Linked DNA regions of Mus musculus: regions 1, 2, 3, 4, 6 and 7 are each linked to region 5. A link is a contact called in public HiChIP or PLAC-seq and promoter capture Hi-C data. All regions are on one chromosome and are shown on one strand. Each heading gives the region's core, a stretch centred on a gene start, on an enhancer-like site or on the middle of the called end of the contact. The rest is flanking DNA. Distances are from core to core; before and after follow the strand shown.

Evidence for each region. HiChIP or PLAC-seq counts read pairs in DNA pulled down with a chosen protein or histone mark. Capture Hi-C pulls out chosen DNA fragments and counts their contacts.
Region 1: a contact with region 5 is called in a promoter capture Hi-C map of liver. The contact joins the promoter of Jdp2 here to the promoter of Tmed10 in region 5. A contact is called at or near these places in 8 of 39 promoter capture datasets (the 3T3-L1 cell line, the C10 cell line, hippocampal neurons and 4 more), 4 of 484 Hi-C or Micro-C datasets (bone marrow-derived macrophages, embryonic stem cells, muscle stem cells and 1 more), 10 of 115 datasets of contacts at active chromatin or transcription factors (the SCID.adh cell line, bone marrow-derived macrophages, cardiomyocytes and 7 more) and 3 of 9 other capture datasets (adipose tissue, liver and macrophages).
Region 2: a contact with region 5 is called in a promoter capture Hi-C map of adipose tissue. The contact joins the promoter of Eif2b2 here to the promoter of Tmed10 in region 5. A contact is called at or near these places in 1 of 39 promoter capture datasets (erythroid cells), 3 of 115 datasets of contacts at active chromatin or transcription factors (effector CD8 T cells, extraembryonic endoderm stem cells and pancreatic cancer cells) and 2 of 9 other capture datasets (adipose tissue and liver).
Region 3: a contact with region 5 is called in an H3K27ac HiChIP or PLAC-seq map of extraembryonic endoderm stem cells, with 3 times the contacts expected there. The contact joins the enhancer-like site here to the promoter of Tmed10 in region 5. A contact is called at or near these places in 3 of 39 promoter capture datasets (the C10 cell line, liver and neural stem cells), 2 of 484 Hi-C or Micro-C datasets (Th1 cells and nephron progenitors), 8 of 115 datasets of contacts at active chromatin or transcription factors (effector CD8 T cells, embryonic midbrain, embryonic stem cells and 4 more) and 3 of 9 other capture datasets (adipose tissue, liver and pancreatic islet).
Region 4: a contact with region 5 is called in an H3K27ac HiChIP or PLAC-seq map of embryonic stem cells, with 6 read pairs. The contact joins the promoter of Rps6kl1 here to the promoter of Tmed10 in region 5. A contact is called at or near these places in 2 of 39 promoter capture datasets (frontonasal cranial neural crest and stem cell-derived epiblast-like cells) and 2 of 115 datasets of contacts at active chromatin or transcription factors (both in embryonic stem cells).
Region 6: a contact with region 5 is called in an H3K4me3 HiChIP or PLAC-seq map of bone marrow-derived macrophages, with 2.3 times the contacts expected there. The contact joins the enhancer-like site here to the promoter of Tmed10 in region 5. A contact is called at or near these places in 7 of 115 datasets of contacts at active chromatin or transcription factors (bone marrow-derived macrophages, embryonic hindbrain, embryonic stem cells and 2 more) and 2 of 9 other capture datasets (adipose tissue and liver).
Region 7: a promoter capture Hi-C map of adipose tissue shows a contact between it and region 5. The contact joins the promoter of Pgf here to the promoter of Tmed10 in region 5. A contact is called at or near these places in 2 of 39 promoter capture datasets (embryonic stem cells and hematopoietic stem and progenitor cells), 1 of 484 Hi-C or Micro-C datasets (embryonic stem cells), 3 of 115 datasets of contacts at active chromatin or transcription factors (acute myeloid leukemia, bone marrow-derived macrophages and microglia) and 3 of 9 other capture datasets (adipose tissue, liver and pancreatic islet).

The regions. Positions count from the first base shown.
Region 1 is chr12:85,598,023-85,600,722 of GRCm38.p6, forward strand. It overlaps Jdp2 (Jun dimerization protein 2), which reads left to right and starts at 1,394. Exons shown (of 4, transcript NM_030887.2): 1 at 1,394-1,592.
Region 2 is chr12:85,217,879-85,220,845 of GRCm38.p6, forward strand. It overlaps Eif2b2 (eukaryotic translation initiation factor 2B, subunit 2 beta), which reads left to right and starts at 1,603. Exons shown (of 8, transcript NM_145445.4): 1 at 1,603-1,846; 2 at 1,944-2,064; 3 at 2,219-2,367. The coding sequence starts at 1,684.
Region 3 is chr12:85,619,939-85,622,966 of GRCm38.p6, forward strand. All of the region lies in intron 2 of Jdp2 (Jun dimerization protein 2), which reads left to right. Among named protein-coding and RNA genes, the nearest start is that of Jdp2, 22 kb to the left of the region's middle. Within about 2 kb of position 1,288, at least 55 of the 459 cell types and tissues checked have an H3K27ac peak or open chromatin away from gene starts, as enhancers often do. A contact at or near this core is called in embryonic stem cells, extraembryonic endoderm stem cells, neural stem cells and 1 more, where this site is marked.
Region 4 is chr12:85,149,583-85,152,545 of GRCm38.p6, forward strand. It overlaps Rps6kl1 (ribosomal protein S6 kinase-like 1), which reads right to left and starts at 1,682. Exons shown (of 11, transcript NM_146244.4): 1 at 1,581-1,682; 2 at 42-326. The coding sequence starts at 306.
Region 5 is chr12:85,373,296-85,376,110 of GRCm38.p6, forward strand. Tmed10 (transmembrane p24 trafficking protein 10) reads right to left here and starts at 1,422. Exons shown (of 5, transcript NM_026775.4): 1 at 1,146-1,422. The coding sequence starts at 1,370.
Region 6 is chr12:85,518,170-85,520,919 of GRCm38.p6, forward strand. No RefSeq gene overlaps it. Among named protein-coding and RNA genes, the nearest start is that of Gm32296, 10 kb to the right of the region's middle. Within about 2 kb of position 1,357, at least 46 of the 459 cell types and tissues checked have an H3K27ac peak or open chromatin away from gene starts, as enhancers often do. A contact at or near this core is called in bone marrow-derived macrophages and microglia, where this site is marked.
Region 7 is chr12:85,175,711-85,178,712 of GRCm38.p6, forward strand. Pgf (placental growth factor) reads right to left here and starts at 1,603. Exons shown (of 7, transcript NM_008827.3): 1 at 1,188-1,603; 2 at 46-85. The coding sequence starts at 1,253.

The DNA.
Region 1 (2,700 bases), core at 144-2,643, 220 kb after region 5:
GTGGCGGGGAAGATGGACAGTGATGTCATTAGGGCTTGGTCTGTTTCTTTCCATTCACCTGTTCCCCCCTGCAGGAAGACTTACGGGTAAAATGGAGACCGATTCCTCCCTGCAGGCAGGCACGCACGTGGAGACCTGCTTGTCCGGCTTGGCGCGTGGACTTCCTTCCCTCCCTGTTGGTCTTTCGATCTCAGCATTTGTACTCTATGAAGACTTGAACTTTTTCTTTCACTTCCTTTCTTCTATGGGTGATGACCTGCTGTCTCTCTGAGAAGGAGGCCGAAGGTCACTGAGTGTCAACATTGCCACTCCTTTCTGATTTAAGAGGAAAGAGGGCGGGGGTCTGCCCCCCCCCCCAAGGGTATGGAGACCTGTGTGTGTCTATGTGTGTGTGCAAATAGTTCTCAGATGCCACACGCATTTCTGCCTGAGACAATCCGCCTTTGAGGGACTGTCATATTTTATCTAGAGTGTTCTTTACTATCTACTTCTGTAGCAGGGTGGGAAGAGAGCACGGAAGCTGGCCCTGGAGTCCTTGAGGAAGAAGGCCTTTGGAGGTTTGGCAGAAGTCAGGTAGGCTCACTGCTGCGTCCTGTCAAAGGGAGGCAAAAGCCTGCTGGAGTTGGGCAAAGAGCCCTGGCTCAAACTGGGCCAGCCACTGACAACAACGGTGGCCTCAGGGTGCAGTTCCACTTCAGGAGCTCGTTCATTCACCGCATGGCTTCAGGACGTCAGGACGCTTTGGTGGACAGTGGGTAGGGATTAAGGCTTCCAAACGCCTTAAACCCCCGCCCATGCTCCTCCGCGGAAAAACAAAACAAGCTTGCGAGATCCTGCAGCGTCCGAAGACACCACTGCGCGGAACCCTCGCTCTGGATTTGGGGGAGAGCGCACCGGACGGAGGAGGATGGTTCGGCGTGGGCTGAGCTGGAAGGGGTTCTCTGCTCATCCGGCCGCCGCCTTCGCGTCGCTGCCTCCCGGGCTGTGTAGCATTTTGGGGGTGGCGGCCGCAAGGCCGAGCAGGGGATGCGCTTACATAACCGCTCGCCGTGTCCTGCTGCCTCGCGCTCTCGGGAGCCGCGGGCGGGGCGCGCCGCCGGACCGCAATGCTGCCGGGACCAGCGCGGCGGGGCCCGGGCCGGCCCCGCAGGCGGAGGAGCGCGAGCATCGGCGGGAGGAGGGCGCCGGCGGCGGGGGAGGTGAAGGTCAGTGGGTGTGAAGCGGGCGATCCACACCCCCTCCTCCCCGTCCCCTCCTTCTCTTCCTCTCCGTCCCCCTCTGACGTGTGGAGCTGGCAGCTCGGCCGGTTCCGCATTCCCGACCCCTCCCCGCCACTCAGGGCCCGCTATATAGCCGGGGCTGATGCAACCCGTCCCGCCGCCCGCCACAGCCTGCGGGAGGGACACTCGGCGGCCGCGACGGGGGGCGCTGGCGGCAGCGGACGCTGCAGCGGCGGCGGCGGGGCTGGCGCCGCGGCGGCTCCCGGGCCGGGACGGGCCTGGGCAGCGGGCGGCAGCAGCGCGGAGTGGGCACCGCGCCTGCAGCAGGGTTCTGGGCCCGGGGCCGCCGCCTCCGCCAGCGGCTTCTGCACGGTGGGTTCACGGAGGGGGGAGGCGGGGCTGCGGGCACCTGGGGTGGCCTCCCCCGGAGTAGCTACCGCTGGGGCTCCCGCCACCCCAGGGCCGGAATACTCTATCGGATGGCTGCAGCCGCTGCCCACCGGTGGTTCCCCGGCTGGGCAGGACAGTCCTGTCTGTGGCCGGGACAGCGGGGCGCTCCCTCCTTGCTTTCCTTCCCCAGTGCTCTTGCTGGGAGGCTGTGCACAGACGGAGGAGAGGGCGGGGTGAGCGGGAGAAAACTGTGCCGGGGACTGCGGGGGACTCAAGGGGGCATGCACGCCCCAGACCTGCTGACAGGTCGCGCCTCAGCCTCTTCCGTAGCTCTCTTTGCAAGACCTGGAGGGGAGGGTATTGAGAAAGGCATCTAACCAACAGGGCTTCCTTCGCTTAAGAGCATTGCTGCGGCGGGCTCTGGCTGGGTTAGGAGGGAACCACGGGGCAGTCCCCAGTTCCCTTGGGATCCCGTCAGGCACATCAGGTTATATAAGAAGGTAAGCAGGCTTCTTTAGGTAACCTGCCCAGTTTAGAAGGCACTCTTCCTCCCCTCTTATCCAAGAAGGCTAGGCTTCCTGGACCCTTGGAGCGGCAGAAACAGGCTTTGCCTGGGTATCTGGAGGAGCTGGCAGGCCTGGGATGCCTTGACTCATTTGCAGAAATGGATGGGCCATTTGGGGATAGAGGTGGAGAGGCGGGTGCAAGAGGGGAATCAATCGACTATTTGAGTCAGCTCCCCCTAGAAGATTGTCCAGCCCTTATGTGTTGGAGTGGCACCTTCCAGGGGACTGTGGCACAGGTCTGTGTATTGTTAAATCTTGGGCCACTCTACCCAGGATCTTAATTCAGGCAGCATGGGAAACAGGCTCTGTACCACAGCTGGGTACCTGCCTGTCCCAAAGGCTGTTAGCAACTGTCTTCCTCGTCCCTCGACCTCACCCCCAAGTCTCCCCCACCCTCCAGGGTTTAAAAATCACCCCCTCTTGCTTTCCCTGCTTTTCAGCAAATCTGGCTGGCTTCAGCTTGGATGGCGGGCTTATCTTCCCGTGCAGGTTTCTAGGGAAGAGTTTAACCGGGGATCAGGTGT
Region 2 (2,967 bases), core at 353-2,852, 160 kb before region 5:
TGGGCACTGTACTTCATCTGGGCAGCACAGCCCTGGTGGAGGGGACCCAGGTGAGCTGTCTTGAGAGGACAGAGTGTGGGAGAGCTGGCCTCTTTGACCTTTCTGGGGTGAGATGGTACAGGTACTGGTGTGATGCCCTCTCCCTTCTGCCTTGCCACCTGCAGTAGTCAGGAGAGCTGATCCTAGAGTCATGAGTTGGGGAGAGCTAGCCCTGCCCCACTGGCTGTAGCACTTGGGAGAGCTGGCCCTGCACGTTGCCTGGGCAACACAGTAGAGTCGGCCCTGAAAGCAAAGATACAGGTGAGCCAGACCCCAGCAAATTAAACAATATGCTATTTAGAGATTGCAAATATTTACTTTTTAATGTACTGCTGCATTCTATTTTTCTAGTAATTTATTAGGTTTTTCTTTTTGTTTTGCTAATGACAGGTACAGTTTTCCTGTACTATCTTTATATGATTTTGATACCGATCTAATCCCTCTGAAGACAATTTATCAGCTGTAAGGAAAGTCTTAAAAGTCTGGAAGATTCACTTTTGAGACATTTATCTTATATTTTTGGTTGTGAGCCTAGCCTTTAATGGCTGAGCCATCTCGCCAGCCCAAGACGTTTATCTTAAATAAATAAGAGATTCTAATTCCGTTTGGGTTCAGGGGACCCAGGATAAGCACAGCCTTTTTACCTCCCTAACTGCTTCAATACCGTGAATCTCTTTCTCAGTTTGTAAAGCCGGGGGAGGAGAACCTACCTCATGTAGCTGTATGACAGTAAGAACTTACAGCACTCAATACCTAGTAAGTGTCGGGTCAATGGAAGGACTTATTACATTGCATGTACTCGCCGGCCTCCAAATTGCAGGACAGCATTCTTGGTGTCCTATTAGCTTCTACTTTGTTTGTTTGTTATTTCGAGACAGGGTTTCTCTGAATAGCCCTGGCTGTCCTGGAACTAACTTCGTAGACCAGTCTGGCCTCAAACTTAGAAATCCACCTGCCTCTGCCTCCCAAGTGCTGGGATCAAAGGCGTGCGCCACCACAGCCCGGCTAGCTTCTACTTTGAATCTCTTTCATTAGTGACATTCCTTAGGGCTTTCGAGGCCGAGGATATAAAAAAGCAAACAACAACGTAAGAGCTAGGAATAGGAATGGTGGTACCACTTGCCTAGCACCTGTGAGATCCTACGTTCAATTCCTTGCACCGAGCGGGGAAAAGAAAGATAAAGTCGGTGGGGAATGGAACCCATTGGAAAAGGTGAACATGTTCAACCCGCGTTGCAGCAGCACTTTTCTGGGCGTCTCGAGCCCTGGACTCGCACTCATGGAGGCGTCTGCCAAGCATCAGGCAGCGATGGAGCCAGGAAGGAGGAAAGCCACTTCTGCTGGTCGCAGGGCGGGAGAGCCGCTCGCTGTTCCCATAGCAACCAGACTGGCCAGCGTCCTCCGGGCCTCCCGGCTCGGCGCGCAGACTCCCAAGGGGACCCTTCCAGCCGTCACTTCCCGGCGGTGCGCCCAGCTCCGCCCTAACACGTTTCTGATTGGCCTCAGCAGAGGGAGGGGCGGGCTTACAACTCCACGAACTCAATTATGTTTCACCGAGCGGAAGTTGACCTCTCTCGGCCCGGAAGTGAAACAGTGCTTTGGCAATTGAGGCTTCTGTAAGTGAGTCCCGGGACGGTGTTGGAAATGCCGGGTGCCGCGGCGAAGGGCTCGGAGTTGTCCGAGAGGATCGAAGGCTTCGTGGAGACTCTGAAGCGAGGTGGCGGGCAGCGCAGCTCGGAGGACATGGCTCGGGAGACCCTGGGGCTGCTGCGCCGGCTTATCACGGACCACCACTGGAACAACGCGGGTGCGGCAACTCATCCTCGTTCTTGTTCTATTCCTGAAGCTGATATTCACTTTCACCGCGCGCCTGCCCCGTTCACTCGGTCTCTCTTGGGTTTCAGGGGACCTTATGGATTTGATCCGCAGAGAGGGCAGGAGGATGACGGCTGCGCAGCCCTCCGAGACCACCGTGGGAAATATGGTGCGGAGAGTCCTCAAGATCATCCGGGAGGAGTATGGCAGGTCAAACTCACAGCTTGGGTGGGCTCCTGGTGGGACCAAGGGGTGCTGGCTTTTGGTTGTTAAACCGTGCCACCTATCAGCTTGAAGCCTCTGTTGTGGCTGAGCTGCTCCCGTTGCCCCAGTGATCACTCTTTGGGTCTTGTTGCCTCCATAGACTGCACGGGCGCAGTGACGAGAGCGATCAGCAGGAGTCCCTGCACAAACTCTTGACATCCGGAGGCCTGAGCGAGGATTTCAGCTTCCATTTTGCCCCACTTAAGGCCAACATCATTGAGGCGATTAATGAGCTGCTGGTGGAACTGGGTAAGAGATCTGATCACTAAGTGGACAAGTTAGGTCGCAGGCAAGTGAAACAGTCCCCTAGAAATTGTGCATTGACAGGGATAGGCGAGATCACCAGTCTTCTGGTTTGAACACCCATTTGGTAGGAGTGGATGGAAAACACCAAGCTTATAGTAACTGCATCTTTCAAGACAGACCTGCTCTTTAACAGTATATTAAGCGAGAGATTTCTTTTAGGGGAAGTTATTTTATTTTATTTTATTTTATAGCAAATGAACTTGCTGGGGATGTAGCTCAGTGGAAGAGTGCCTTACTTGAGGCTCTGGGTTTCATTCCCAGTGCTGCAAAAAACAGAAAACGAGTTCCCCAAAGCCGCATTTGGAAGTTTCTTTTTCACTAAACTTCATCTTGACTTCAAAAAATGTTTACTATTAGTGGTGTGTGTATGTGTGTGTGTGTGTGTGGGTCACAGGGCAACTTTGTAGAATTTGCGCATCCCCCTTTATGTGGGTTCCAGGGATGGAGGGCAGGTTTCCAGGTTTGCCCATCAAGCACATTTACCCACTAAGCCATCATGCCCACCCCTTTGAGGTATTTATATACATACCGCCTCCATCCTCA
Region 3 (3,028 bases), core at 38-2,537, 250 kb after region 5:
ATCTGTGTTAGTACCCAGGCCCTTCCTTGCCCATCTGAACTGTCACTCTAATGGTATAATCCTTCTGTCCTCCAGGCCAGGCATCCCTGACTGTGACCTCATTTGACCTTGTCACGTGCAGAATTTTTTATTAGCCAGCGTTCAGTTCCCTCGATGGAGAGGTGGCCGTTCTGCTGAGTGATTTGTCAGTGATCTATTTCTTGCGCCTGAGAGAAATTGGCTGAAATCTGTGGTTTGGCTGCACGGCCTGCATACAGATGAAACGGAACTGCCTTGGTGGAGAATAATTAAGCTCGGGACCTTGTTTTTCACCTTCACAGTGAAAGACAAATGACTTCCAAAGGCTTTAATGGGTTGGCACTTGAAAAGGGCGACTTTGGCCAACTCAGGCTTTCTGAGCCTCCCTGTTCATAAATATTCTATGCAGTGCCTGAGCCTCCCTCGAATGGTATAGGGAGTCAGTGCGTGAGAGTTTATCCCTCAGTTTGTAGGCCAGTGGCTTCCAGACATTTCACACCACACACCATTGTTCAGAGAATCCATTTTTGGAACTGGGGAGATAGTTCAATCAATAGAGTGCTTGTTGCATAAGCATGGAGACCTGAATCCGATCTCCGGCACCAATTTAAAAGCCAGATGTAGTGGCACAGGCCTCTGATCCCAGGGCTGAGGCGGCAGAGACTGGAGGGTCCTTCCTCAGTGGTCAGCCAGTCTAGACAAGCTTCAGGTTTTGTAAGAGGCTCTGCCTATTAATAAATAGGTAGGTAGGTAGGTAGATAGATAGATGATAGATTAGATAGATAAGGTAATGAGCTATTGAGGACGACACTCAATCTCAACTTCTGGCCTGCACACGTGTGCGCATGTACACACACAAACACACACACAAAGTTTCAACTAGATTATTAACTTTTGAGAAGAAAAGTGTTTTTTCCGTGCCATTTGTTTTCGGTTTCGTTTGCGTTTGGTGGATAATGAGAATCATCTCATCTTTGGAAGTAATTGTCCACTGGGGGAAAAAATAGATTGATGGGCCTAGAGATGGGGAAGCAGACCACCCCCCCTCCTTAAACCATAAGTGTGGACCAAGCCTGAAATAGTCTCATTCCAACAAAAATCTCCGCTCTCCAAGCACTCTTCCTTTATAGGACTCGAGGGCCAGCTCTCCTCTCCCGTATTAGCACTGGTCCCTGTCTGTGCCAAGATGGCTGTTGCTGGGTCTCCTCTGTGCTCTTCCCTGGTAGCCATGTTTGCTCTTTCCCTAACAGTGAATGGGTGTCACCCTGCTCAGCCTGGTTTCGCAGGCTTTGTTCCAAACACAATGCTGTCTTTTCTTAGCCTTGGAAACAGGCTGTTCTGAGTGGCTTTTTTCGAAAATGGCCCTTCCCTCCTGTGTGTGCTGTAAATCAGCCCACGCCTAGCAGCCTTTTGTTTTACAGGTTCTCTCTTGACCCAGAGGAGATTTTTCCCCCCTGTGGGTAGAAGGCCAAGGACATTACTTCTTGGTGAGGGGTAGTGAGAAGATACGTTAGTTTAATGGGTGAGTCTGTGGCACTGGTCTAACAACTCATAAAGGTCTACTAATTTGTAAAAAAAAAAAAATATATATATATATATATATATATATATATATATATATATGCTTCTTCCCAGAAGACAGTAGCCTTCTGCCTGGCCTGCCAGTGTCTTGCCCGGGACCTGGGCATGCTTGCTTCCCACTCTGAGCATGCGGCCTCATGACGCATGGAGATATAGAATTTTAGGGGTTTGTCTGTTCCATAACCTCAGGCTGGGGTTTAGTGTCCAGCCCTGTGTTCCTCTCTACTGTTGCCAGCAGGTACAGGCACCAGCTGTGCCTGGGCACTGGGGAATTCCTGCAGGGCATCTGGTGCCTCCATCAGCACTCCCACAGAGCCTTCTCCCAGGGTTGCCAAGGGGCCCTGAGGGAGCAAGGCCTGGTGCTTGTGTTTGTCATGGTTACATCCTGGTTCTGCAGACAGCAAAGTGCAGTAGCAAAACACTGGAGCAGGAGTCAGGCAGGAATCTCGGGATCTTGTACGAGGGCCATAGGGCTGGTCCCCGTCACTGTAAAGGGGGAGAAAGTTCCCAGGTTCCTGTCTAGATTGAATTTCCTCTCCTTTTAGCAAATGTTGAGCAGTCTACTGGGCACACAAAAAGCCAACAAGACACAGGCTTTGTCTTCATGAAACTCCCAGTGTTGTGGAGAGAGCCTCGGAGGGTAGAAAGCAGCACAGCAGGGCCAAGGGTGAGTTCAGCATTGAATGGGAGCTCTGTGCAGAGGGATGCTTCTCAGCCTGAGGGCTCAGAGTCAAGGAGGACTTCCTGATGGAGATGATATTTCCTGCCCCCCACCCCCCCAACGTAAGCTAGAACATGGGATGGGAAGACCAAAAGGAGGCTCCCAGCAGAGTCCGGCAGGGTCCGGGGACAGATGGTACAGTGGCTTGGACCAAGGTAAGAAACAATTCAAGGTGACACAGAGCAGTCAAGTAGCCGAAGAGGATGAGCCCAGCAATGTCCTTTGAACTTATCCTCTAGGACCCAGTTCCTGTCCCCAAGTGTGAACCTGGAACCAGCCTCAGTTTCCCATCTGTACACTCTAGGAGTAGGTTTAGATGTTTGCCATTTAGTCTGTGAAAATAGAAACGTCTTAAAAGAGATCTAGGGAATGTCGGTGTGCTTCCTGCCATGTGACCATTCCTCCAAAGGACAGAATGAATGAGCCCAAGGAGGATCACAGAGGAGGTCTAGCCCAGTCAGCCACGACAGAGGCAGCCGGCCGGCACAGAATCGGCTAGTTTCCCTGCCTGGAGAGCTACAAGCGACTTTTCCCTCTGCAGACTGTGGTTTGTCCACTGGTAAATGAGACCCTCTCGGGATCCCTTGAGGGTGCTCTTGAAGGTCAGAGAGAAGTGGGAACTCTTGCACTGGCTAAGTGTTTTCATGATCCAAAGAGGCGAGCTGTTGTATAGAGTTGACGGTGGTGATGAGACCCCAGGTGTCTGGT
Region 4 (2,963 bases), core at 432-2,931, 220 kb before region 5:
TCTCCTGTCCACCTTCTGTCCACACACATTCCCACCCATACCATGCACACCGCGGAGTAGCACGTCCACACCATTCTGGTAGTGGTTGAAGGCAGCCTCGTAGTCTTCACTGACATCTCGCTCCAGTGCCAGGTGGATCTGTGTAGCTGCATCTACCAGGTAGTCACGTTTGGTCACATCGGCTGTCCCTGTAGCTACCCGGTTACGAATCTGTTCCAGGTACATGCAGGCCTGGGACCGTGCTCGTGAACAGGGCTCTGGCTCCAGGCCTGGTCCAGGTGGACATTCACAGGCTACCAGGCTCATAGTGGCCCTGCTGTTGTGACCTGTAAGAAGCAAAGGTCTTAGGGGAGACACGTGTTGGGAGCCACACCCCTACCTGTACTCCAGCTTCCTCTACTAAACATTGGAGAGACAGATGTTCACATCCAAAAGCTGGAGGGACGAGCGATGGTAAGGTCCCGTCTTTGAGCTGGGTCCTACCTCAGTGTGGCAATGATAGATTAACACAGCAGTGTGTGTGTGTGGGGGGGGGGCTTTCTTTTCTTTTCCACTCAAATTCAGCTCCACAAATACCATGCTGTATGAACGGAGCACGGAAAACTGGGGGTACCTGTGACCCACAGCTGCCTTTGAGGGGTGTCCACAGAGTAAACCTAGTGTCAAGAGCATAGTAAACATACCAAAGTCACACACTGGCTTAAAGCTGGTCTCACCTCTCCTCCACCTCAGGTCTCCCCTCCTCCCTGTCTTCCTTGTGAAGTTCCATTCAGCTCAGGGGTACCTCTCCCCAGACAAAACCTTTGGCCCAGAGAGGTCCTGAGTCAGCAAGTGGGGAACTCCCCCCCCCCAATACCCAGGCTCCAAGCCGGAATGGCGAGCTCATCAAAGCCCCCTGGGAGATGAGGTGATTGACAGATTAGATGCCAGTTCATGTGGAGTTCAGCGAGAGTGTCAGGGTGACCCAGCCCTATGGAGGCTATCCCAGAAGTCCAGGGGCCTGTGCGCCCTCCCAAGGACCTGACAGTAACTCCTCCCCAAGCAATGTGTGACCCCAATGGCCCAAGGGATAAGAGTGGCGGCTGCCAGAGGGGAAGGGGCAAAGAGAAAGCAGCCAGCAGTGCGGTCCCTGTCCCTCACAGCAGCCTAGCAGCCACCGTTGCTGTCTCGGGTACCCTGGAAAATGACCAGGGGGTAGCTTTTCTCCCTGGATCTTTTCCACCTCGGCAAGGAAAGAGACACAGGATAAAGGAAGAGGTGGGGAGGAAACGCACATATCCAAGCAGCCAGGAGGCCAGGAGATGGAGAAAGGCGGCCTTCCTGCTCTGCCAGGCCCAGCGGGATAGGTAGCTTCGAGGCCTGTGCTGGGGCACCGACGCCGGCTGCGCAGGGCTGCGAGTTGCGGGTCCAGCTTTCGGAGCCGCGTGCCTAAGACTATACACGTCAAGCAAGCAGCGCGTGCACGACCCCGGCACACAAGGTGCATCACTATAGGGAACGTCCAAGGAGGTCGGGCTGAGGCAGGGAGGGGAAGCCTCCTCTCCTGAGAGGATGGCTCAAGAGCAGACCAAATACTATACCTGTCCGCGTGCCAGAGCTCCGGGCCTTCCCGCCAACGCTGTCCCTTCACCTTCTGCAAGGCTCCGTCTGTGCCTACCACCCTTCCGCAGGTGCCTGGGGGCGGGGGTGGGGCGTCTAGCCGGGTGCCTGCCAGCCATTGGCTAAGGATGAGCTCATCCTCAACCCGTTAGAATAAACCTCCAATCATCGTTCTCCTCGGCTTCTGACAGCCCTTAAAGCCCTAGAGTTTGCAAGGCCAGGAACTCAGGAGTGGGAGTCAGTGGGGATGGATGTGGGTGACTGAGTGTAGCAGGGAGAGAAAAGGTCTATTGTCACCCAGGGATGTGGCTGCCTTAGACCTCTAAGCCAATGAAACTTAACCACAGCACGTTCAAGAGACTTTCTTCATTCACTACTTCAGTTAGTCAATGTTTCTCTGTTGGGTGTGTACTCTGCCCTAGGGCTTAGGGTAGAGCTGCCTCTATGGCTTCACAGATCAATCTGCCCAGGGCTTCCTGGGCTCTAAGGTCAGGCGAGTGGTTCGGAGTTGAGCAGCACCGAATCCTAACCTGGAGTCAGAAATGCATTCCCAAGAAAGGCACAAACGACCCCGACCCCCTTACTTGTCAGAAGCCACTCTGCGCTTTGCTGTGACCTTGTCTCTGGTAGTTTTCCACACCGGTCTCCTCTGACTCCTCTTCCTCCTCCACACCCCTTCCTCACCCAGAGCTGTTGTCGTCTCTGGGGATCACACTCAGGTCACCAGGCTCAAATGGCAGCACCTTATGCACTAAACCACGTCACCAGCCCCAGATTTATCTCTTTATTAAAATAAAACAACCTTTTAATTTTTGAGTTATTTATTTTTATCTTATGTATATTGGTGTTTCGCTTGCAAATATGTCTGTGTGCGGTGTTCGATTCTTGAAATTGGACTTACAGACAGTTCTAAGCTACCATGTGGGTGCAGGAAATTGAACCCCGATCCTCTGGACAAGCAGCCAGTGCTCCCAACCATGAGGTCATCTCATCATCCCTAAAGCATCTTAAGGGGGAGAGGGAGGGGGGAGGGGGAGAGACAGAGGAGAAGAGAGAGAGAGAGAAGAAAAGAGAGAAGAGAAGAGAAGAGAAGAGAAGAGAAGAGAAGAGAAGAGAAGAGAAGAGAAGAGAAGAGAAGAGAAGAGAAGAGAAGAGAAGAGAAGAGAAAGAGAGAGAAGAAGAGAAGTAGCTTGGGTCTGGTATGGGCTTTCAAAACCTGAAAACACACTTCCTCCAGTGAGACCACACCTCCTAACCCTTCTAATCCTAGCAAAGAGTGTCACTCCCTTGTCACAAAGCATTTAAATACATGAGTCTATGAGGTCCATTTTTATTCACACGGACACATTTTAACAAGCTAAAGA
Region 5 (2,815 bases), core at 172-2,671:
CAGGGGGTTAGATCACTTGTTCCACTTTCAAAAGACCCAAGCTGGGGTCCCAGCACCCATATGGTGGCTCATAACCATCTTGAACGTCCAATCTAGAAAACTTGATGCCCTCTTCTGGCCTCCATGGGCTCTAGGCACCCACCAGGTATACATACATACATGCAGCCAAAATTAAAAAAAAAAAAAAAAAAAAACTTAAATAAACTGTTTCTATTTGGCTTAAGAATGTGACGTTTTCCTTCTGTTAAAAAGAAACAACAACAAAATAACTAGTGCTTATTGTGAATGAACACAACTATTCAGAACACAACCAACTCCACTATTAACAACTCAAAAATCTAGTCAAGCAAAACTCCACTGAAAACTGGGACCAAATGGCATTAAGTAAAGTAGCTGTCAGCATACAGGGATCTAGGTGACCCTGGTGTAACTAAAAGAAGGGACTAGAGACTATGACCATCTTGTGATCAATAATAAATCCCAGGAATCACAAATAAGCAAAAGGAAGGTTTTAGCACTTTTCCATCAATACACTTAGCTGGTCAAATCCATCTCCAACGATTGTTCACCCTACTTGAGCCTCAGTTTCTGAGTCTATATAACGAGGCCCATGGTTCCATAGGGTAGTGTTTGAACTAAACGCACAACTTTAAGTGGCACAGGAAGTGACGCTTCAGGTGCCTAATGAACAACACATTTTATCAGTCACAGCCAACGTTATTGTCTGCTTTATTCGGTAGGTGTTGAGGTATCTTATGATGCCAACCCCCCATTGATCCTCGAAACATTGCTCAGGAAAATCACGTTAATTCCTCGATTCCTGAGACTTCACAAGACACAGAACCCCGATGACAGCCCGAAGTGGAAACAGCCCTAGGTCTCCGGACTCTAGGTCCGCCAAGGCAGAACTCTGCCCTTCCAAGGGCCCCGACTTTGGCGCGCGGCCCCGCCCCGCGAACCCCAACGCGCGGGGTGAAGGGGCGGTCCCCACCGCGCAGACTTAGCGTTCAGGGATGAGGTTGGGGGGAGGCCAGGCCATGCCCCAGCCTCCGCCCGCTCGCCGGCCCGCCGGCCTCCCCCTACCTCGGCCTTCCCCGGACTACGCCTGCCTTCCTGCCGCCCACCGCCGCGCCCCGCCGCCGCACCTTGAGGTGGGTGCGCAGGCCGCCAGCGCCCCCAGACTGGTCGGTGATCTCGTAGGCGCCCGTCACCAGCAGGTCCTTGTGGATCTCCTCTCGGAGACACTTGCGAGAGTTCACGGGCAGATGGAAGGAGATGCCGAGGACCGAGCTGGGGCCGAGCAGCAACAGAAAGAGCCAGGCGGACGGGAGAGGGCCAGGCCGGGAGAGTGGGCCAAACAAACCAGACATGGTGCCGGAGCCTCGTTCACCACCCGGGGCCTCTAGCGCGCCGGAACCGGGAGCACCCACGTGACGCGCCTCTGCCCTGGCGAGGCCGTCCGCGCCATTTTGGAGATTGGCTAAACAGAAAAGGAATGTAAAGCAAATAACTTCTAAGAGGAAGCAAAGATTTGGTAGTATGTCATAACTACGAGTTTAAGGGTCTATAGAGAAGTCCCCAGGAGTTTTTCGTACACGTTTTATTTTTTAATGGTGGTGAAATACTTCCGAGTGAGCCATAGTAAGTATGGGCAGCCTCGGAAGTAATTGTTTTAAGCCCCCGGAAGCGGTTCATGCGAGTTTTTAAAATCGACGACACCATAGCAACCAGCCCCCAATAAGAAACAGCCACAAGGCCTTCTCTGAGCCCGCCCACCAGCTGCGTAGACTCGGGGCTAAGGCACCAGAGGAATTTCGGTGTCCTAACGCTTACTCCAAAGGGTGTTGGGACAGTGGAGCACTGAAGAGGGAAAACATAAGAGAAAATTTTAATTTGGCTTTTAGTGAGTGTGGGTTGCTAACTCAGAGGAGAGTGCGTAGAGGTCAGCGGGTGAATGTGGATTGGCAGGTATCCAGTTAATGCAAGTTGGGTGTTCCCAACGCACTTATTTATTTAAGACACATCAATAGTCTTCTGCGATAAACTGCACTCAAACCAACATTTAAATTTTTGTTTTGGTCCAGTCAGTGATGAGCATAAAATATTATTTTACCAGATGAGTGTTGTCAAGGGGAAGAAACGGCGTGTTTCGAAAGCATGTTCTGTACCTCCGATAGGTCTTTTTGGTTTTGTTGTTGGTTTGGTTTGTTTCTTTGGATTTTTTTTGTTTGTTTGTTTGTTTCTTTTCTTTCTTTCTTTTGTGTGTGTTTTGTTTTATTTGTTTCTGTTTTTCGAGATAGGGTTTCTCTGTATAGCCCTGGCTGCCCTGGAGCTCACTCTGTAGACGAGGCTGGCCTTAAACTCAGAAATCCACCTGCCTCTGCCTCTCAAGTATTGGGGTTAAAGGCGTGTGCCACCACTGCCCCGGTGGTTTGGTTTTTTGAGACAGGGTTCTTTGTGTAGCCCTGGCTCTCCTAGAACTCTAGAGACCAAGCTGGCCTCGAACACACAGAGATTCACCTGCCTCTGCCTTCTGAGTGCTGGTTTTAAAGGCATGCACCACTGCCCTGCTCTTTTGTAGTAAACTGATTTGTATAGGAATTGTTCATCCATCCGTTAGTAAGTCTTGATTACCTACTACGTGCTAGAGAGACTACAATCATTATGTCTAATGTGTTTATTGAGGTACATCCTTTCTGCTCAATAAACTGAGCACCAAACAATGGGAATACACACCTTTAGTCCCACCAGGGCTACACAGAGAAACTCTGTCTTGAAAATCCAAAAAGCAAACACACAGGTAAAATTCATGTCC
Region 6 (2,750 bases), core at 107-2,606, 140 kb after region 5:
GGGCCTGCCTGCCGCCGCAGGCTTCTGACAGTGACAGAGTGGGGCCCTGCAGCTCCCACCCCTGAGCCCTTCTAGCTACCTGATTCCACTGTGGCTTTGTGAGACAGCTATGGCCTTGGTGACTTAACTGCTGGTTTAGTGCCGAGTTAAGAGGAGATGTTGAGATGACAACAGGTAGTGGAGATGAAACCTCAAAGGGAGGGAAGGGGTAGAGGAAAGGACATGTCTGCACATTTTTCAACTTCCCTGGCTGAGGATAAGTCATTTGAAAGAGGAACTTAATACTCTCCCAACTCTTCCGTTATTTTTATAGCACCCTCAGAGGGATTAAAGATTGAATCCAAGTAAAAACAGCAAGCCTTCAGTGTCCAGGAGAGTGTAGGAGTTAGTATGCTAATCTGTGGACCTAAAATTGAATATCTTTTCTTTCTTTCCTTCTTTCACTAGTTTTGTTTGTGTGTTTGTTTGTTTGAGATAGTTTATCATGTAGCCCAGGCTGGCCTGGAACTTGTTATGTGGCCCAGGTTGGCCTCCAGCCCATCCATCCTGTGTCAGGCTGTCGAGGTATCCCACATCCCAAAACACACAGTAAATTCTAGCCTCTTGAAGCCGATAGGTAAGGATGTTCTTAGGAAGAACTCACACTGAAGCCCACTAGACAAACACATGGTGTCTAGGTAGGGAGTGTGGGACCCCGACTTAGAGCATTTCTCCCTGGAAGGTAAAGCCCCTGGACATTCCCCAAACTTGTTTTCCCTGATCTCTAAAAATACAGCCAGAAAGAAGCTCTTTGTTCTCTATAGCCAGCAAAAAGCCTTTTTGTTTCTGTGCCTTACAGCTAGAGATGAGATAATTGTAGGAAGACCTACAAGGACATGGAGATAGACACTGGAGAGGAGGCTGCAGCTCACTCTCCCCTCGCCAGAAAGGAGCTGTAGCCAACTTTTTTCCCAACTCCTCCCAACTCCTCCCAACTCCTTCCAACTCCTCCCAACTCCTTCCAACTCCTCCCAACTCCTCCCAACTCTCCTCCCAACTCCTCCCATTCCTCAGCTACCTGTTAAAAGCCCCCTACTGTCACCGCTCCCTCAGGGTCGAACTCCCCTGCCCTGAAAGGCTCGAGGGGTTCGTCCTCAGCTAGCTGATAATAAAACCTCTTGCAGTTTGCATCAGGTGTGGTTATCTCTCGGGACGTTGGGGTGTTGGCCAACTAATCTCGGGACTTGAGCGGAGGCCCAGCTTCGGGGGTCTTACAGGAGCAGGGTGTAGAGTGAAATCTAGCAAGGCCAGGCTTGGTCCTGATGCAGCCATAGGGAATGGCAGAATGCTTGGTGCACAGCTGCAGTCCCAGAATTGAGGGTACTGGGGAAGGATTGCTGTATGAGGCCAGCGTGGGCTACAGAGTGAGACCATTTCTCACAAAACCAAACACCAGTGACACCAGCGAAGAGGGAACCACAGGCTCTCAGTGTCTCGGTAGTTCAATTTGAGAAAAGCTTGCTTCCTATCCCTCTGAAATCTGATGTGAGTTCAGCACACAACTGTCTTCCCTGGGTGACTCAGTGATCCACGCTAGCAATGATTCCTGGGTCACACATGGTATTCGGTGAGTCATACTGTCTGTGCCACACAGAAAGACTGAGGCATGTGGGGAAACTACTAGTAGCTTTAAGAGGCTAGAATTTACTGTGTGTATATTGGGATGTGGGATGGTTTAACAGAGAAATTATAGGGGGTCAAGTCAGGCTGAGGCCAGTTGCATTGAACCTGGGAAGCCGCCTCAAATGCTAAGGAGTTTGAGAAGGAAGTGAAAGTTCTTCCTTTGACATGATAGAAGGTCCAGCTTAGAAAGATGAGGTTCTTTTTGGGGGGTAGAGATAGGTGAGCAAGATTAGGGGACAGACCAGTAGGGACTGTGGCGATGGCCCAGCAGGTAGGCTATGCTAGTGTGAGGACCAGAGTTCCGATCTTTGAAGCCCATGTCAATGCTAAATGTTCTAAAGCAGACCAAGGCAGAGATAGGTGATTTCCAAAGCAAACTCGCTCTTTAGGCTAGCCATATCGGAGAACTCTGGGTTTGATTGATCAATCCTGCCGCATTGAACGAGGTAGAAGAGTAACTGAGGATTATTTTCAGCATCAACAATGAGCCTCCACATGCACCTGTACACACATACATGTGCATGGCACACACATATACGTCTACATATGTGCACACCACATACATGAAAATGGAAAAAGAAGAAGCAGAAACAAACAAATACATACACAAATAAATTCATTAGTTGGGAGGTCAGGGTACCCTGAGTACGTCTGGGCTGTGAAATGAAAGGGTTGGCTGTCTCCAGGATCTGTGAAGGACTCGGAGGGGAGAGAGAAGTGGGGGGTAGGGTACATATTGTGGGGGCTGAGCAACTAGAGGAGGGATCTATTCATCTATTCAAGCATTGGAGAAATCAATTTAGGGAAAAGACAATGTGATCAGTTGGGGACTTACTCAATTTCAGGCATCAACAGAGAGAGAAAGAAGTCCAGAGGACATTGGGAGTAAGGGACTGAAGCCCTTAAAGAAGAACAGCGGGGGGGGGGGGGGGGGGGCTGATACTGTTTGCACCATAAACCACGAGTTGGTGGGATTTGAAGTCACAATGTTGCAAAGCCTGTGTTGTAGGGTGAGGCATGCTCTTCAGGGGCGGGGTCTGCTGTGTTGTAGGATGAGGCATGCTCCCCAGGGGGGTCTGCTGTGCTGA
Region 7 (3,002 bases), core at 353-2,852, 200 kb before region 5:
AGAAGAGAGGGGGCTCAGCTTGCAGAGCTGGCCTGGCTGGCTTACCTTCCACTTCTGTTGAGTTGTTCCCAGCAGACAGGGCCCCCTGCGGTGGACACAAAGGTGGAGCTATAAGGAGGGGGCATATTCTTGGGGCTCGGCTCTTTGAGCCCACCCCAAGCTCCTCCCCCATCCTCTGCTAAAAACCACCTGACTTTCTGGCCTCAGTTTCTTCACTTGGAAAAGGGTAGGAGGCTTCTTGTGTTCCCAAGTGCTTGTAATCCTGTGGGGTCTCTCTTCTGCCCAGCCCCCAGGCCAGTCCTGCTGGGCCTACTACAGCCCGCCTTGGCTGGGTGCCAGAGCCCAGGGGGAGGGTGATCAGCTGGTGGGAGCTCAGGGGCTGGAGAAGAGGCGGCGCCATGAGCTGGTGCTGCCTGCCAGTAACGTTACACCTCGAGCTAACACTGCAGCAAGCAGACGGATGGCCTGGCTGCTCGGCAAGGGGACTGGACAACCCACCCACTCCTGGGCTGGGGCTGAGGGCTCCCAGGGCAGTGGGCAGTGCAGCGGGCAGTGCAGCAGGAAGGGAATGCATTGGCTTTGTCAGGATTTTGCTGCCCAATCTGGCTCCCTGCCAGACTCACCCAGCTCCTGGGAAAAGGGCCCTGCTCACTTCCCCAGGCCCTGCACTCAGGACCTTCTGACACCCACCAGGAGGAAAGGGCACGGCAGGATCCCTTGTCATATCTGAAGCCCACCCAAGAGCCCTCTGCTCAATTGGAGCAATGGTGGGGGAAGGGCCTCACCTCCCCACCTCAAGCTTCTTTAGTCAGCTCCTTCCCCACTAGGCCAGGTCAGAGGTCCTGGGGGCGCCTGGTTGGTCATGGGGCCACAACCCTGACCACAGGGCCAGGGAGCTGACTGGGATTAGTGGACGGATGCTTTTTGCAAAGCCACTAGGGCTCCAGGGGCTAGACAGGAAACCTCCCTCATTCCCTGTGGCTTCCCTGCCCCCACTAAGACAGCCCCCAGGAATTGGGGACTGCCCAGCCAGAGGTCTCCTCCCTGAGGTCCAGCCCAGCCCCTGGGAAATATGTGGGCACCCTAGCAGAAGCTGCTCTCTAAAGTGAGTCTGTAATTAAAGACCATAGCCCCTGTTTCTACGGCTAGGATGAGAAGGTCAAGAGGAAGCCAGGCCAGGTCCTTACCTGGGAATGCACAGCCAACCCAGCTAGGACCTGTAAGAAGCAAGTGAACAGCTTCATGACCAGCATCTTCTCAGACATCCAGAGCCAAGGTCCTTCAAGGCACAATCACCATGCTCGTCCCCCTTGGGGGAGACGCTGATACCAGAGGAGAGGAGAGGAGAGGAGTGTCCCCCTCACTGCTGTCCTAGGCTAGGTCTCTGCAGTCTGCCTGAGCATCCACAGAAAGCCGGGGAAGTCCGGAGCTCACAGGTAGGGCTGTGGCTGAGGAAACTGGTGAGGAGTGTTCCGGCGAGTCGGAGCGATGTGAAAGGATCTTAGGGGTCCGATGACCCTAGCTCCTCTCGTGAGTGAGCAGAAGTCTGAAGATGCGGTTTCCTTCTCAGACTGCAGCTTCCCTACGAACTGAAGCTAGTCGGCCGCTGGTTTTCAAGACCGTGTATGGGGCGGGGCTGCAGCCTGCCCGCCCACTTCTATCTCGAGGCCCCAGGAGCAGCCCGGGAGCGCTGAGAGCCGGTTGGCGGTGAGACCTGAGTGCGCGTGACCCCGCAGGGCGCTGAAGGGGCGCTGCCGGCGCAGATCTCCTGGCCCCTCGGAGCTAGGCGTTCATTAGCTTGCCCCAGGGTCAGCCCGCAGCGACAGCCAAGGTTGCACCTGGCTCTTCTGGAGCCTCCAGGTGCGGACGTCCAACATCTGCCTTGGAGATGGCTGGGTACTTAAGTGACCTCTGCAGGGAGTGCAGTACTAAGAAGGCAGCATCTTGCTGTGGCCCTTCATGACCAGTGCCATCCCTACACAACCCCGGGAGGAGAGGTGACAGGATTACTAACCCCATTTTATAGACTAACAACCCGATCCTATGAGAGGGCACCACCTGCAGATGCTGAACAATGTTCATATTCACACTAGGAAAGTGTATGTGTGCCCGCGGGCATCTGCCTGCGTAGACAGGGATCTGGCAGAGACAAGACAAGCTACGTGCCTCCAGAACCGTCCCTCTATTCCATGTACTATCTGACCTGGTAGGCAGGCACAGGGCAGCCCAGCTGTGGGCTGTACACAGGAAACACCTCGGGGCACCTGGCTAGACCTAGGTCCACCACCACTTCCTCCTGTCAGGTCAGGCCAGCCTATTAGAGGTAGGGAATGGACTAACCTGGCATCACCTCCCGAGCCCAAGCAGAAGAGGAAGTGTTCTAGAGCAGCAGGACATGCTGAGGAGAGGTGGTGTCTGCATGGGCACTTGTGTATACCTATGAAGCTGTGTGTATATGTCACCCACTGAACGTGCCCAGTTACACTGTGTGTCGCAGATCTGGGTCTCTGGGTATCTCTTTGTACTTGTGTGCAGCCATGCATGTCTGTACTTTTGTGGTAACCTCCTGTGTTCCTGAGTTGTTCTTCATCACCTACCATTCTAACAAACCTCTGTGACCAGCTTGTGGGCTGGTTGCAAAAACCTGGCAGCATCCAGAGTCAGAAGTTGGTGGGTGGCTGTGGGGGAGGAGATGGGCCTGGGAGGTGGCTCTTGGATCACATTCCATTCAGAGGCAGGGAGGCTAGGGCAGTCCTGGCTCTCACCCCCAGTGACCTCTGTGTCTGTGGCCTGCTGCCCACCCACAAGGGGCTGCCAGAGATGCTGCCTCTCTGTCTGGTAGGCCCTGAGGCCTGCAGGTCCAGGAGCCAGGGGCCAGTCACTGGCCAGCTAAGCGGGGGTTGCAAAGAACATTCTGACGAGCTCCAACATGCTGGGGATTGTACAGTAGACAGATTGTCTCCCTGGCTCCAGAGCATGGTTGCGGGGTCATTGTGCATGTG